Regions from separate parts of the Mus musculus genome. Here region 2 is linked to region 1. Evidence: chromatin contacts called from public Hi-C data. All regions are on one chromosome and are shown on one strand. The core of a region is the stretch at or near the end of the contact, and the rest is flanking DNA. Distances in the headings are between cores, read along the strand shown. Region 1 holds the start of Ube2l3 (ubiquitin-conjugating enzyme E2L 3). Region 2 holds the start of Slc25a1 (solute carrier family 25 (mitochondrial carrier, citrate transporter), member 1).

Evidence for each region. A called contact is a pair of places that touch in the nucleus more often than the background predicts.
Region 2: a Hi-C map of CD8 T cells shows a contact between it and region 1, with 2.9 times the contacts expected there. The contact joins the promoter of Slc25a1 here to the promoter of Ube2l3 in region 1. A contact is called at or near these places in 1 of 39 promoter capture datasets (liver), 1 of 484 Hi-C or Micro-C datasets (CD8 T cells) and 1 of 115 datasets of contacts at active chromatin or transcription factors (bone marrow-derived macrophages).

The regions. Positions count from the first base shown.
Region 1 is chr16:17,198,384-17,204,893 of GRCm38.p6, reverse strand. It overlaps Ube2l3 (ubiquitin-conjugating enzyme E2L 3), which reads left to right and starts at 3,402. Exons shown (of 4, transcript NM_009456.2): 1 at 3,402-3,459. The coding sequence starts at 3,433.
Region 2 is chr16:17,924,917-17,931,426 of GRCm38.p6, reverse strand. It overlaps Slc25a1 (solute carrier family 25 (mitochondrial carrier, citrate transporter), member 1), which reads left to right and starts at 3,208. Exons shown (of 9, transcript NM_153150.2): 1 at 3,208-3,441; 2 at 3,775-3,882; 3 at 3,961-4,060; 4 at 4,135-4,273; 5 at 4,687-4,771; 6 at 4,888-4,992; 7 at 5,123-5,238; 8 at 5,324-5,397; 9 at 5,500-6,216. The coding sequence starts at 3,348. The coding sequence ends at 5,614.

The sequences.
Region 1 (6,510 bases), core at 2,153-4,652:
AAAGGGGGGGTGGGTATGGGGGACTTTTGGGATAGCATTGAAAATGTAAACGAGGAAAATACCTAATAAAAAATAAATTAAAAACAAAACAACAACAACAAAAAAACAAACCTTTGGGAAACAAGAACATGAGAATTATGGTTCACAATTCATTTTCAGAACTGAAGCAGAGCCGGGCGTGGTGGCGCACGCCTTTAATCCCAGCTTGTCTACAAAGTGAGTTCCAGGACAGCCAGAGCTATACAGAGAAACCCTGTCTCGAAAAAACCAAAAACCAAAAACAAAACCAAAAACCAGAACTGAAGCAGATGAGGGTAGCAAGTGAGAAGCCAGTTATACTTAGCCTTTAGTTTATCCTGGGTTACAAGAAGCCTGTCTTCTTTTTTTTTTCTTTCTTTTTTTTTTTTTTGAGACAGGGTTTCTCTGTATAGCCCTGGCTGTCCTGGAACTCACTTTGTAGACCAGGCTGGCCTCGAACTCAGAAATCCGCCTGCCTCTGCCTCCCGAGTGCTGGGATTAAAGGTGTGCGCCACCACGCCCGGCAAGAAGCCTGTCTTTATGGAGCTCTTAGGAGGCGCTGCTTTGCAGAGACGATCCATGGGTGTCAGTGGCTTTCCAGGGCACCTGGCAACAGAGGCTGAGGATTTAGGTTGTTATTTTATGACGATATGGGTGGTTTCACAGCTCATGTGACTTACTTGACTGGGGTTCAAGCTATGAGGTCTGGAGATCAGCCTGTCACCAGAGAGAGGATTTGGTGTAGATCTCTAGAGTCACCTCACTCACCAGCTGGTATTGCTAGTCATGCCAGAGCCTCCTGTGGCATGTCAGATGGGTTTCAGAAAAGTGTCTTTCTTGGTTTCTACCCTGTTACTTCATGTGACCCAGGACACCACTGTGCTTGAGATATGTGAGAACGAGTTACAGACTTGGAGGCAGATTAAGCCATGTTACTGCTTTCTCTGAGTCTCCCCACTTACAAAATGAAAGAGAAAGATTACATGGGCTGTTTTCAAACTGGATTCTGTGGGGTTTCAGAGTTCCTTGGATAGCACAGGACTGCAAGGGTGAATCGAGGAAGCAAAGGGAAGAGAATTTCTACCTGCCCCAGTGTACAGATCTCATAAGTGTCATGTATATATTCTAAGAAAGACACTGGCTTAACAAAGAAGTAGTAGGCCTGAAGAGATTGCTCAGTGCTCTTCCAGTATGAAGGCTCACAACTGTCTGTCAGTATAGTTCCAGGGATCCAATGCCCTCTTCTGGCTTCAACAGGCACCAGACAAGTAGATTTCTGTGAGTTTGAGGGCAGTCTGGTACAAATAGTGAGTTCTAGGATAGCCAGGAATATATACAGAAATCCTACCTCAAAAACAAAACAGAATTGAAATTTTGATTATTCTTGCCTCTGCCCTCCCTTGTCTCCCTTTCACCACACCAACACTTCTTCCTCTCTTTACTTTTTTAAGTATATTTTTATGTGTATTGGTACTTTATATATATGCATGTATGTCTGAGCAGCTCCAGATGTATACAGTGCCCTCAGAGGTCAGAAGAGGGTGTCAGATCCTCTGAGACTGGAGCTATAAGTGCTGTGAGCCACCTTATGGATGCTATAAATCAAACTTGGTGCTGGGAAGTGGTGGTGCACACCTTTAATCCCAGCACTTGGGAGGCAGAGGCAGGCGGATTTCTGAGTTTGATGCCAGCCTGGTCTACAGAGTGAGTTACAGAACAGCCAGGGCTATACAGGGAGATCCTGTCTAGGAAAGCAAAACAAAAAAGAAATCAAACTCGGGTCTTCAGATGAGCATCTCTCTCTTTCTCTCTCTCTCTCTCTCTGTGTGTATGCTCATGGATATTATGGTGTACTTGTGGAAAATCAGAGGATATGGCTCTACCACCTCCAGGCTCAAATTATATGATCTTAAGATGGGTATTATAGATGGGTATTATAACCCTTAATCCTAGCAATTGGGAGGCAGAGATTGGTGGATTTCTTTGAGTTCAAGGCCAGCCAAGGTTACATAGCAAGCCCATGTCTCAAAACAAGAACAACAAAACAAACAAACAAACAAAAAAAGAGTTATATTGTTTGAACCAAATTTGAAAACCTCTGAATTAAGTGTCCTGAATATTCTGCTGAATGAAAGCAATGCATTCTCTTCACATTTCTGTCGGCCTCATGTTGCCAGCTCTGTACTGCTAGTTTCTCCTTAGAGCTTCAGCCCTTTTGAGACATGGAGTCTGGGGTCTTGGTGGCCTAGCCCACCATTCCCCCACTGGTGTCAAGTGATTTTCCCTTAGGGAGTCTATTAATTTTAGATAGAAAGGGCATCAAAAGACCAAAGCAAAAATCCTTTCTAATGGGCACATGGATGTTACTCATGGAGTACAGGTACTTTCAGAACTTGAGGGTGGAAGCTGGAGGATCAGGAGTTTAAGGTCATCTTTAGTTATATAGTGAATTTTGAGGCCACCTTAGGCTACATGAGGCCTTATCTACATCTCATCTCCCAACCTCCAACACTTCTCCACTTGTAAAAGCACTGAGTGAGTGTAGGGTTTGCCTTCTGGCAGTTTCTTTCTTCCTCTCTGGATATTTCAGCCATTACTAGGATCATACTATGTAGCTAGGCTGGCTAGAATCTATATTCTGCTTGCCTCTGCCTCCCTCTGCAGGAATTAAAGGCACAATCCACTTATCTTCGGCTGCCCTGCACTGTCTTATTCATGGTATTTCTTCAGTGAGCCTTCCTGAGAAGCAGATCCTGTAGTTCTTGTGTGTAGGAGGCTGTATGTGAATGTTAGTGTGGGCGTGCACACACATGCATGTGGAGACCTGAGGTCCACAGAATTCTTTCCTTGTTTGTACTTTACAGGTTTTCTCCTTGAATCTGAGGCTCACCATCAATTCAGTTAGGCAGGTTAGAAAAAGAACTTCAGAGATCTAACTGTAACTTACCTCCCCTAGTGCTAATGACCATGCTTGCTTCTGTGTGGGTTCTTGGGAACCCAAATTCAGGTCCTTCTTGATCAGGCAGGCACTTTACCGATTGTATTACGTGTTCAGTAACAGAATAACTTTCTCATCTCCCAGTTTTGATTTCTTCACAATGTTTAGTAGTGCCTGAAATAATCTTGATTATTCTATTATTTTGTGTACACACTATTTATAGTGCACCTACTATGTGTCAAGCACTGTATGTACTTGCCATAGGATTGGAGGCGCCATAAAGTAAGGATCTTTAACTGTCCAGGTCACTCGAGTCTACACAGGATTCTATAGCCCTGGGACCTGCACACAGTAGGCACATTTCTCTATTCCGCGCTCTTCCCGGTTAGCCCCTCCCCCGCTCCAGGAAGTGAGGGGGTTCTAGCCGCCTGGCCTACCGCGATGCATTTTGGGAAAGCAGCAGCACCAGATCCAAGATGGCGGCCAGCAGGAGGCTGATGAAGGTAAAAGCCATTCTCTGGCGCTGGCCAGGCGGGGGGCGGCGTCCCCGGGCCGGGACCCCTACGGCGGGCCGCGGTTCCTTGGGGCGACGCCGTTCTTCATCCCTCATTGCGTGGCCCCGCTGTGCCGCGTGCGGAGAGATCTAACGGGGCCGCCTAGGCCGCAGCCTGGGCGGGAGCGCAAGGCCGCGCTGAGAGCCGCCGCTGCCGGCCCTTCGGATCAGCCTGGGCAGTTCTCGAGCCCCCTCCTCCTGGAGCGAAGCCGGGCCCTCCGTCGCAGCGGCCGCGGTCCGGGTCGAGGACGCCGTTGATGTGTGGGCCGGGCCTGGAGGCCCCAAGCTGGGCGCCCTCGGGGAAGAAAGCCGGAGCCCCGGCTGGGAGTACGCGCCGCGGAGCCGCCCGGTCCTGGGCCGCGGTCGCCGTTCTCTGAGCCCCATTCCGCCAGCCCACAGCTCCGGGACCGGGAGGCTGCGAGGCCCGAGACGGGAAAGGAAGGAGGAGGGCAGGCGGCCAAAGTTAGGTCAGTTAGTTGGTGGTCTTTTGAAATTGTGTTGGGTCCACGCAAACTGTCGCCTTGTGACTGCAGAGTCACACAGCCGACAAGTTCCAACTCTAGGAAGGCGTGGGGTCGTCTCCCTGCGTAGCTAGGTTCTCTTTTCTATCCACCTCTTAGTCATCCGCATCTCCTTTCCCTGATGAAGGGTGGGGGTTGGTTTCTGTCGTTGAAATCAAAACCTGCCAAAGTTTACGAAAATAACTTGGTATACGCACTTTGTATCTTGAATGTATGGGAGTGTCACTTCACTAATTGGCTCCTTTGGTGAAGCATACAATATAGGTGCTCAGTTGGAGTTTTTCACGAGTAGATCTGCGGACATCCTCTAAAGATAACCCGCCAGTGTTTGAGTGCTACCTGGTAGTGCGGCCGAGCTCTCGCCGGACCGGAAATAAAAAAGGTCGCAGGAGCTGGCTCTTGAGACCAAATTTGTATTTGGTTGATGGAGTCACTGGAAACAAAAGAAAGCCATTTGCTCACTGAAACCTAGAGAGAACATTTGATAAAACTAGAGTGGAAGTGGGCACAAAACAATTGTGATCAAACCCCCTTATCTGTTCTGCGGGTGACACTCCATCATTTACCTACAGGAAAGGAATGCTAATCACTTCCGTGTTCAAACCCCAAAAGTTGTCGTCCCTTCAGCCTTGTGGGTTTCAGTTTAGGAAGATTTCGTGACTGCATGCTGTTTTCTTGTAATTTGATGACATGAATTCATCTGCCTTTTCTCAGGTCCCCTTCTCTATCCTTTTCCATGGTTACCCTTCTTGGGCTCCAGAGTTCTTTTCTCTAAAGCAAGTATTTAGTCCTTTCCTTCTGGTTAAAATCCTCTCTGGTTTTGTCCTTAGAAATTCTGACTTTAAACATTTGTAAGTACATTTCTCTCTGTGTCTGTCTGTCTGTCTGTCTGTCTGTGTGTGTGTGTGAGGGGCACATTGTGTCACAGCGTTCATGTGGCGGTCAGAGGATAACTTGTTTGTTCTCTTTTTCCACCACGGGTCCAGTGTGGCTCGAACTCTGGTGGGTAAGCTTACCTGTGAGCTATCTTTCAGCCTAATCCTAACTTCTTACTTGGCCTGAGAGACCTTTCTTGGAAAGCAGCCTCCCAGTCTCACCTCCAACTTAGGAGTTTCTAGATGCTCTTGCACCTTATTGCACCAGCTACCATTTTCCCAATTTTTATTGTGTGCTTCATATTCATGACCATGATCAATATTCTCTTCGAGTTAGATACTACTATTCCTGTTCTGTAGAAGAGAGCAGAGAACGCAAAGATTCTTTGGCCTCTGCCCCACAAAGGAGAAGATAATGTATGATTTAACTCCGCTCCATGTGAGTCTAAAACAGAGCCTCATGATGGTACTCACTCTGCAGTCTCCCTTTGCATGTTCTGTCTGCTCAGCCTGAGAAAAGTTATCTTCTCTTCTAGAGGATTCCCTTCCCTTCCTGAGGAATCCTTGGGGTCAACACCTCTGCCTCCGACTCTGAACTCTTCCCCACTCCCAGCACAGTTCTTTACATTTCTCTTTGTAACAGTCAGATTTCTGCCCTATGCTAGGTAGGCTTTGTGTTTCTAAAGGGCAGGGGTTGGCTTTTTATTTTTTTTAAAGACAGGGTTGCTCTGTGTAGCTTTTGGTGTTCTGGAACTCACTCTGTAGACCAGGCTGGCCGTGAACTGAAGCCATCTGCCTGCTTCTGCCTCACTGGTGCTGGGATCAAAAGCATGTGCCACCCCCAACCAGTATCCCCCCCCCCCCCCTTTTTTTTTGAGACATGGTCTTCCTCGGTATCCCAGGCTGACTTAAAATTCAAAGTGATTCTCCTGCCTCAGTCTCCTGACTGCTAGAATTACAGGAATGACTCACCAGGATCAGCTGACATAATTTCATCCTGGTATCCCCCTAGCCTTGTTGATCTAGATGTCAGACATCTAGGAGGGAAATCACAGTTTTAAAATTGTTTTTTATAAAATTTGAGCTCAGGAAAAAGTTTAAGTACATAAGAATTCAAGCTTATTTTACTTAAGTTCTTTTTTGTTTTCAACACTCAAAATTAGTCTATTGTCATCTAATTTTTGCATATGAGGCAGTTTGTGTTTAGATAGATTGCAAGAGTTTTAATTTTATTTTTGTTTTTGTTTTGTTTTTTGTTTTTTCGAGACAGGGTTTCTCTGTATAGCCCTGGCTGTCCTGGAGCTCACTTTGTAGACCAGGCTGGCCTCGAACTCAGAAATCCGCCTGCCTCTGACTCCCGAGTGCTGGGATTAAAGGCGTGTGCCACCACGCCCGGCTAAGAATTTTAATTTTAAAGATTTATTTATTTATTATATGTAAGTACACTGTAGCTGTCTTCAGACACACCAGAAGAGGGCGTCAGATCTCGTTACGGATGGTTGTGAGCCACCATGTGGTTGCTGGGATTTGAACTCCGGACCTTTGGAAGAGCAGTTGGGTGTTCTTACCCACTGAGCCATCTCACCAGCCCCAGAATTTTAATTT
Region 2 (6,510 bases), core at 1,959-4,458, 730 kb before region 1:
CTGGAGCACAAAATGGCCTGGAGGCAATTCTATGGACTTAGTTGTATCCTATTTCATCTAAGTGATAAGATGATGCCTAAAAAGCCGGGCAGTGGTGGCACATACCTTTAATCCCAGCACTTGGGAGGCAGAGGCAGGTGGATTTCTGAGTTCGAGGCCAGCCTGGTCTACAAAGTGAGTTTCAGGGCTACACAGAGAAACCTTGTCTCGAAAAACCAAAAAAAAAAAAAAAAAAAGACGATGCCTAAGAAAAGTGCTAGCCATGATGGTCAGTCCCTTTGGCCTCGATCAGCACAGCCTGTGACTGACGGTGACTCTAGCCTGAGCCAGTTCCTGGTAAGTGAGCTACTTTAAGACCAGGCCATCAGCACATACCACCAGAATGTGGGACAAGCAGGCCAGTTGACAGTCTTGGGCTTTATCCATGGCAGTGGGGTAGCAGCTGACATACTGCTATTCAGTGAAACCTTCAGCACCGTCCATTGGGCTCTGTGCAGCCAGGCTGTATTCCTGCAAAACATCCAGTGGAGCCTGAGGTACATGGGTTCGAGACCCCATTGGAGTGATGCCCTTCTGCCAAACTCTTAGTAGTAATGTTACCACACAAATCAATTAATGACTCCATTCAACAGTTGGGGTGGGGAGGGTGACTTTACTTAGCTCACTGAGGTGACAAGGTGACGATGCATGATTTTAAAGTCCTTCCTGGGTATCAGAGTTCTACTCCAGGGACCTGTGCTACCTGATCCAGACGGATGTTTCTAATGCTATGGAAATTCCATCTCTCAGGAGCACTTTCTAACCCACTGCTGAGTGCCAAGACCGCTTCAAGCATGTGGGTCCCAAGGCCATACCCTGAGACTCTGATTCTGAGGCAGGGACGCTATCCTAGTTGGTGTAGACTAGAAAATAAACAGGTCTCCTGGACTAGGGCTGCCAGCCCTGAATGCCTTTGCAGGCTAGAGCTGGCAGCTGTTTGCAGCCCCTCCAGAAGCTGCCTGCCCTTATTAAGGGCCCCTAAAGAGGCCAATGAAGGGTCAGCACCCTGTTATAGCTAAGAGTCCCATCCACATAGCATGCCTGGGCCACACTGCATGAGCTGCCAGGACACACAAACCAGTTACATTTACAAGGGTCCTTAGTTATCTCTGATCACAGACAGCAGCTCCCTGTAGGAACAGCCTCTATAGGAGATCAGCTTCTCTTTCCCCTAAGATGTGTTAGCCTATGGGTAGCCATATGCACAGGCCAATATAATGAAGATGGAGTGTGACCTGAGTCTCTCTTGGCAGTGAGATCCATGGGTAAAGCACTAGAGAACTCAGGTTCCACCCAGACTTCAGAGATGCCAGCATGCATGCCCTCAGCTTTAATTCTCCTGGAGGATCCTGTCTTCATGCCCTTCCCTCTATGGTTAGCTGGAGCTCCAGACCATGTGCTCTCATCTCTTGCTGACAGACAAACCCAGGGCCTGAGAGAGACTGAGCAACAAGAGGGACATGTGGAGAGCACATGAGGGCTGTGCTTTTACTCTAATGTGTGCTAGTGTTTGGCAGTTGGCACCCTGAAGTAGAGAGGGACAAAGGCCATCCATGGCACTGGGCCCTGGTGCCAGATGGGTAGGTAGAGGTGGGAAGGATCCCAGTTGTGACCAAGTGTGGCAGTCATGTGTCTAGAAACACTAGCACAGCCAGCATTTTTCTTACCTCCATGCCCAGCTGTGGACTGCTGCTGTGACCCACCAGGCTCTGGGAGAGTTCCTTCTCACGTGTGCTAGAAAGGGCGTTGAATTGAAAGCCCACCCAGGATTGCATGGAACAAGCCCTCAGAGGCTGTTGTATCCTGAATATACTGGGTGTAGTGAGTACTAACACTGGTGGGAGAGGAGGACAGGATGCCAGCTGGCCTTCACCAGCTGTTGTTACCTGAGCTAAGAGTCCAGTTGTGTGTGTGTGTGGGGGGGGGGGTGTTCCAGCTGCACCTCTAGCCTGGCCAACCTCCCACTGGCCCCCAACTGCCATCCCCATACTCCTTGCCTCCAGACATCTGCTGGCCCAGTGCCTTAGGCTCTGATGAGTGGAATTGATCCTGTTCCTTCTGCCCCTCGACCACACAATGGCATTCAGTACAAGTACTACAACCCACAATCCCCCAACCCGACCCCCCCCCCAAAAAAAACCAGCAGAAGCCAGACTAGCTATAGGCTCTCCTCTGCTATCCTACAGGCTTACCCTATTAATACTCTACAGCGCCTGCCTACAAGGAGCCTCCTTTGAGTGCTTTTGTTTATACTGGGTAATGTGTCCACACCCAACCCTCAACCCATTTAACCTTTTCTGGGAAAGGAATCACAAAGGACTCCAACTGGGAGGTACAATATCTGGGCACTCTGTTTTAGCTAAAGCCCTGTGATAGCTTCTGAGCCAACCCAGAGCTGGGGGAGATCACTGACCACCCCCAGCGACTGCTTCCTTTCAGACAGCAGGGAGGTGGACCCTTAGGCCTCCAAAGGTCTGCAAAGACTCCTGGGAGCTTCACCCCAAGCCGGCTAGGGCTGCCCCCTCCAGGCGGCTTTGAGGATATGTGTGGCAACAAAGACTTCTCAAGACTTTGAGCCTCCTGCCGACCATAAATATTAAAACATGTTTATCAGAGCAAAGCAGCTCTGCCTGGTGATTGTGTGGGTAGGCGGGACAAAGGCCAACTTAATAGGCCCTTCAAAGATTCGCTAGAAACTGAAAGGAAGGGAAACCTGCATTTGTCGGGGGAACCTGCCTAGGAAAATTCTGTTTCCGGACGAATCCGGGAAGGGCAGAGTGATCATCGCACTGCCCGGGAGGGTGCACGAAGGCCAAGCTCTGTTATTACAATAATTCAGAAGACTGAATTCACGCACCGGGGTGGATGTGTCCCTACATCGCCCCCAGGATCTCGAGGCCCACCTTAACCCCAAGGCGCGCTCCAGACGCACGTGTCTCTAAACTGCACCTTGACCCACTGCTACCCGCCTTGGCTTAGCGTTGCTGTCCGGAGACCACGCCTCCGGCGGGGTTCTCCGTCTCCCCGGAATCCAGCACCGGCCATTGGCTGCTCTCAGCTCTCCGCCCCGACGCGTGCCCCAGTGCATCCCGCCCAAGCCTCAGTTTCCCGGCTGGCACGGGGCGTGGCGTGGGCGGGGCTCAGCTCAGGCCACGCGGGGCGGAGCCCGGGAGCTGACGTGACCACCCCGCCTCCCGGACCAGAATTGGTCGTGGTCTCAGTAGCCTCCGGCTCCGCTGCTTCCCGAGAACCCCGCGCCGGAGGCTCGGACCCGAGGTCGACGCCGGGCGCCTCTCCTCCTGCCCGCTATGGCTGCGCCTCGCGGGCCCCGCGCTCTGTCGGCCGCCGCGCCGGGGTCCGGGAAGCCCAAACTGACGCACCCCGGGAAGGCAATCCTAGCAGGTGGGTCACTCGGAACCCCAACTCAGAGCCTGTCCGACAGCGCTTCCGGGTGGGCCGGGGACGCCCAGGCCCCGCCCAACTTCCGGAGGGGCGGAGGTGTCGGGGTTGCGACCCGGGACCCCTAAGTCCACTCGTCTGCTGTCGCTCAGAGTCTCTTGGGCACTCCAGGCGGAGACCACCGGGTGGGGGCGTGGGCATCGTCGGGACGCTGGCAGCGACGCGGGCAAAGTCCGGGCGGGGGAGGGGCCGCGCGGCGGCGGCAGCGGTGGCAGCGGTAGCGGCTGGGTCCACCGGGCAAGGGTGTCCCTAGCCCCAGGCATTTGGTCCCCACAGGCGGCCTGGCTGGAGGCATCGAAATCTGCATCACCTTCCCGACCGAATACGTGAAGACGCAGCTGCAGCTAGATGAACGAGCGAACCCACCGCGGTACCGGGGCATCGGTAAGGAGGGACTCCCGGGGGTGGCTAGGGGGACACTGCGGAGCAGAGGAGCTAGGGTCTTGACCGCGCCTCCCGTAGGAGACTGCGTGCGGCAAACTGTCCGCAGCCATGGCGTCCTGGGCCTGTACCGCGGCCTCAGCTCCTTGCTCTACGGCTCCATCCCCAAGGCGGCTGTCAGGTGAGACTCTGCTCTGTTGAAACGACCCGGAGGGAGTGGCCGCAGCGGGCCCCCTCACATGTCTTCTTCATTAGGTTTGGGATGTTCGAGTTCCTCAGCAACCACATGCGGGATGCCCAAGGTAGGCTCGACAGCAGGAGAGGACTATTGTGCGGTCTGGGTGCCGGCGTGGCAGAAGCAGTGGTAGTCGTGTGCCCTATGGAGACCATCAAGGTGAGGGATTGAGCCTTTCAGGGGTAGCCAGGGTATCTTCGGGCTCCCAGGTTTTAATGGCATGTGCCCCCATGGAGGCTGTCAAGGTGGGAAGGGTCCCCACACATATGCACCAGGTTCGTGGTAAATGGTGGCAGAAAGGGTCTCCTGTGGCGGCTCATGCGTAATAAAAGCATGAGCGAAGTCTTCAAAGCATAACTCACTATTCAAAGTCTAGGAAATAGCAAATGTAACGCTGGGGAAACCCTCTGAGGTCTTGGGGCCTATGTGTAATGGAACTCAAGAACAGCCTAGGGATTTCCTGCAGAAGAGCTGGGAGTCCCCAGCTTTGGCCTAACGTTGGTAAGGTCTGGGTCTGCCAGATAAAGTGCAGATGTGGCCAGGAACCAGGGCCATTGCTTCCTTCCTTTTAGGTGAAGTTCATCCATGACCAGACTTCCTCCAACCCCAAGTACCGAGGATTTTTCCACGGGGTTAGAGAGATTATTCGGGAACAAGGTAAGCCTGGAGAATGGAGACCTGCTAAGTGGGACAGCATCTACTTGAGTGGCTCCCCCTTGACTGCAGGCAGGGCCTGGAAGGCTCCAGCTTGACTCCTGTCTGCCTGTCCCAAGGGCTAAAGGGAACATACCAAGGCCTTACTGCGACTGTACTGAAGCAGGGCTCAAACCAAGCCATCCGATTCTTTGTCATGACCTCCCTACGCAACTGGTACCAAGGTACACCAAACCCTGAGGGCAGCTTATTCCTGGAAGGGCAGGCACACCCTACCCCAGGTTTTTCCTAGCCTCCAAAGCTCCCCTCTGACTTAATCTTCCCAGTATTCTGACTGCAACTTACTCCATCCAGGAGACAACCACAACAAACCTATGAACCCACTGATCACGGGGGTCTTTGGAGCTACTGCGGGTGCAGCCAGTGTCTTTGGAAACACACCTTTGGATGTGATCAAGACCAGGATGCAGGTATGGATGGGAGGCTGAGAGAGTAGGGATATGAGCACTAGCCAGAGGCTAGTGTCTAAGGACTCTGCCCTGCGGTGTCCTGCAGGGCCTGGAGGCACACAAATACCGGAACACCCTGGACTGCGGCTTGAAGATCCTAAAGAATGAGGGGCCAAAGGCGTGAGTAGGATAGAGGAGAGCTATTGCCCCCATTCCAGGCCCTCTTTTCCTAGGTGGTCTTCCTTCCCACATTGCTCACCTCAGACTCTCTGCTCTACCCAGATTCTACAAGGGCACCGTTCCCCGGCTGGGCCGAGTCTGCCTGGATGTGGCCATCGTATTCATCATCTACGATGAAGTGGTGAAGCTGCTCAATAAAGTGTGGAAGACAGACTAACCCTGGAGGATGCAGTGGGGTATCCCAGCTCCTCCATTCCAGACCCCCCGCCACCTACTCTGATGATTCCAGTGCAGTAGTGCCAAAAGGCCCCTTCCTTTGTCCCTCAAGTTCTGTGGCCTGGTGTGTCCCATAGTTCTGTATATCCCATGTGGTCTGTGTGTGTGTAACACTACCATTGTATCTGTGTCCAGCCTGGCCATGGCTGGGTGTCTCTTTGGCCTGTGAATATGTGCTCACTTATCCATGTGCTTGCTTGTGAGCCACATGCCTGTTTCGTGTTCTCTGTCATGTGACCCTGTGCCCCACTTCCTGGGGTGCCTATGTGCCCTGGTTCATGGCCTTGGAGCCATGGTCAGGTCACAGTCCGGTGCCTTCCACCCCCTATGGCAAGGGCGCCCTGCCTTGGCCTACCACAGCTGCCTCCAGGCTTAGACCTGGCTTCACCGCATTCCAGGGGCTATAGGCCCCCCTGCTTTTCCCGCCATTGGCCTTAAATGGCCCTCGGGCCCTCCCTCCGCCCGGAACAGGGTGGCACCTGCCACTCTCAGGACCACCTTGCCAAGGAGAATAAACCGGATCCTGTTGCACTCTCCTGTCCATCCCTTTGTAGATGGGGGTCATTGATGACTGAGCCTCCTCAGAGACCTGCCTCCCCTCCATCAGGAGACACTGCAGTTGGCAGGGCAGTAAGAAAGCTCAGCAGCCCCTAGTGAGAGCGCCTTAGGAGGCCCAGCTTGGGACCAAAAGGGATCTGTGCTACTTCCTGGCCTTACAGGGCAATTGGGGTCCTGCCTTCAGCTGAAGGGCTTTGTCCACAAGGCCTCAGTGGACTGGCAGGACAGAGGGCTGGAACTGAATAATGTTCCCAGGGTGCCTCTGCCCCTCCCTGAGAA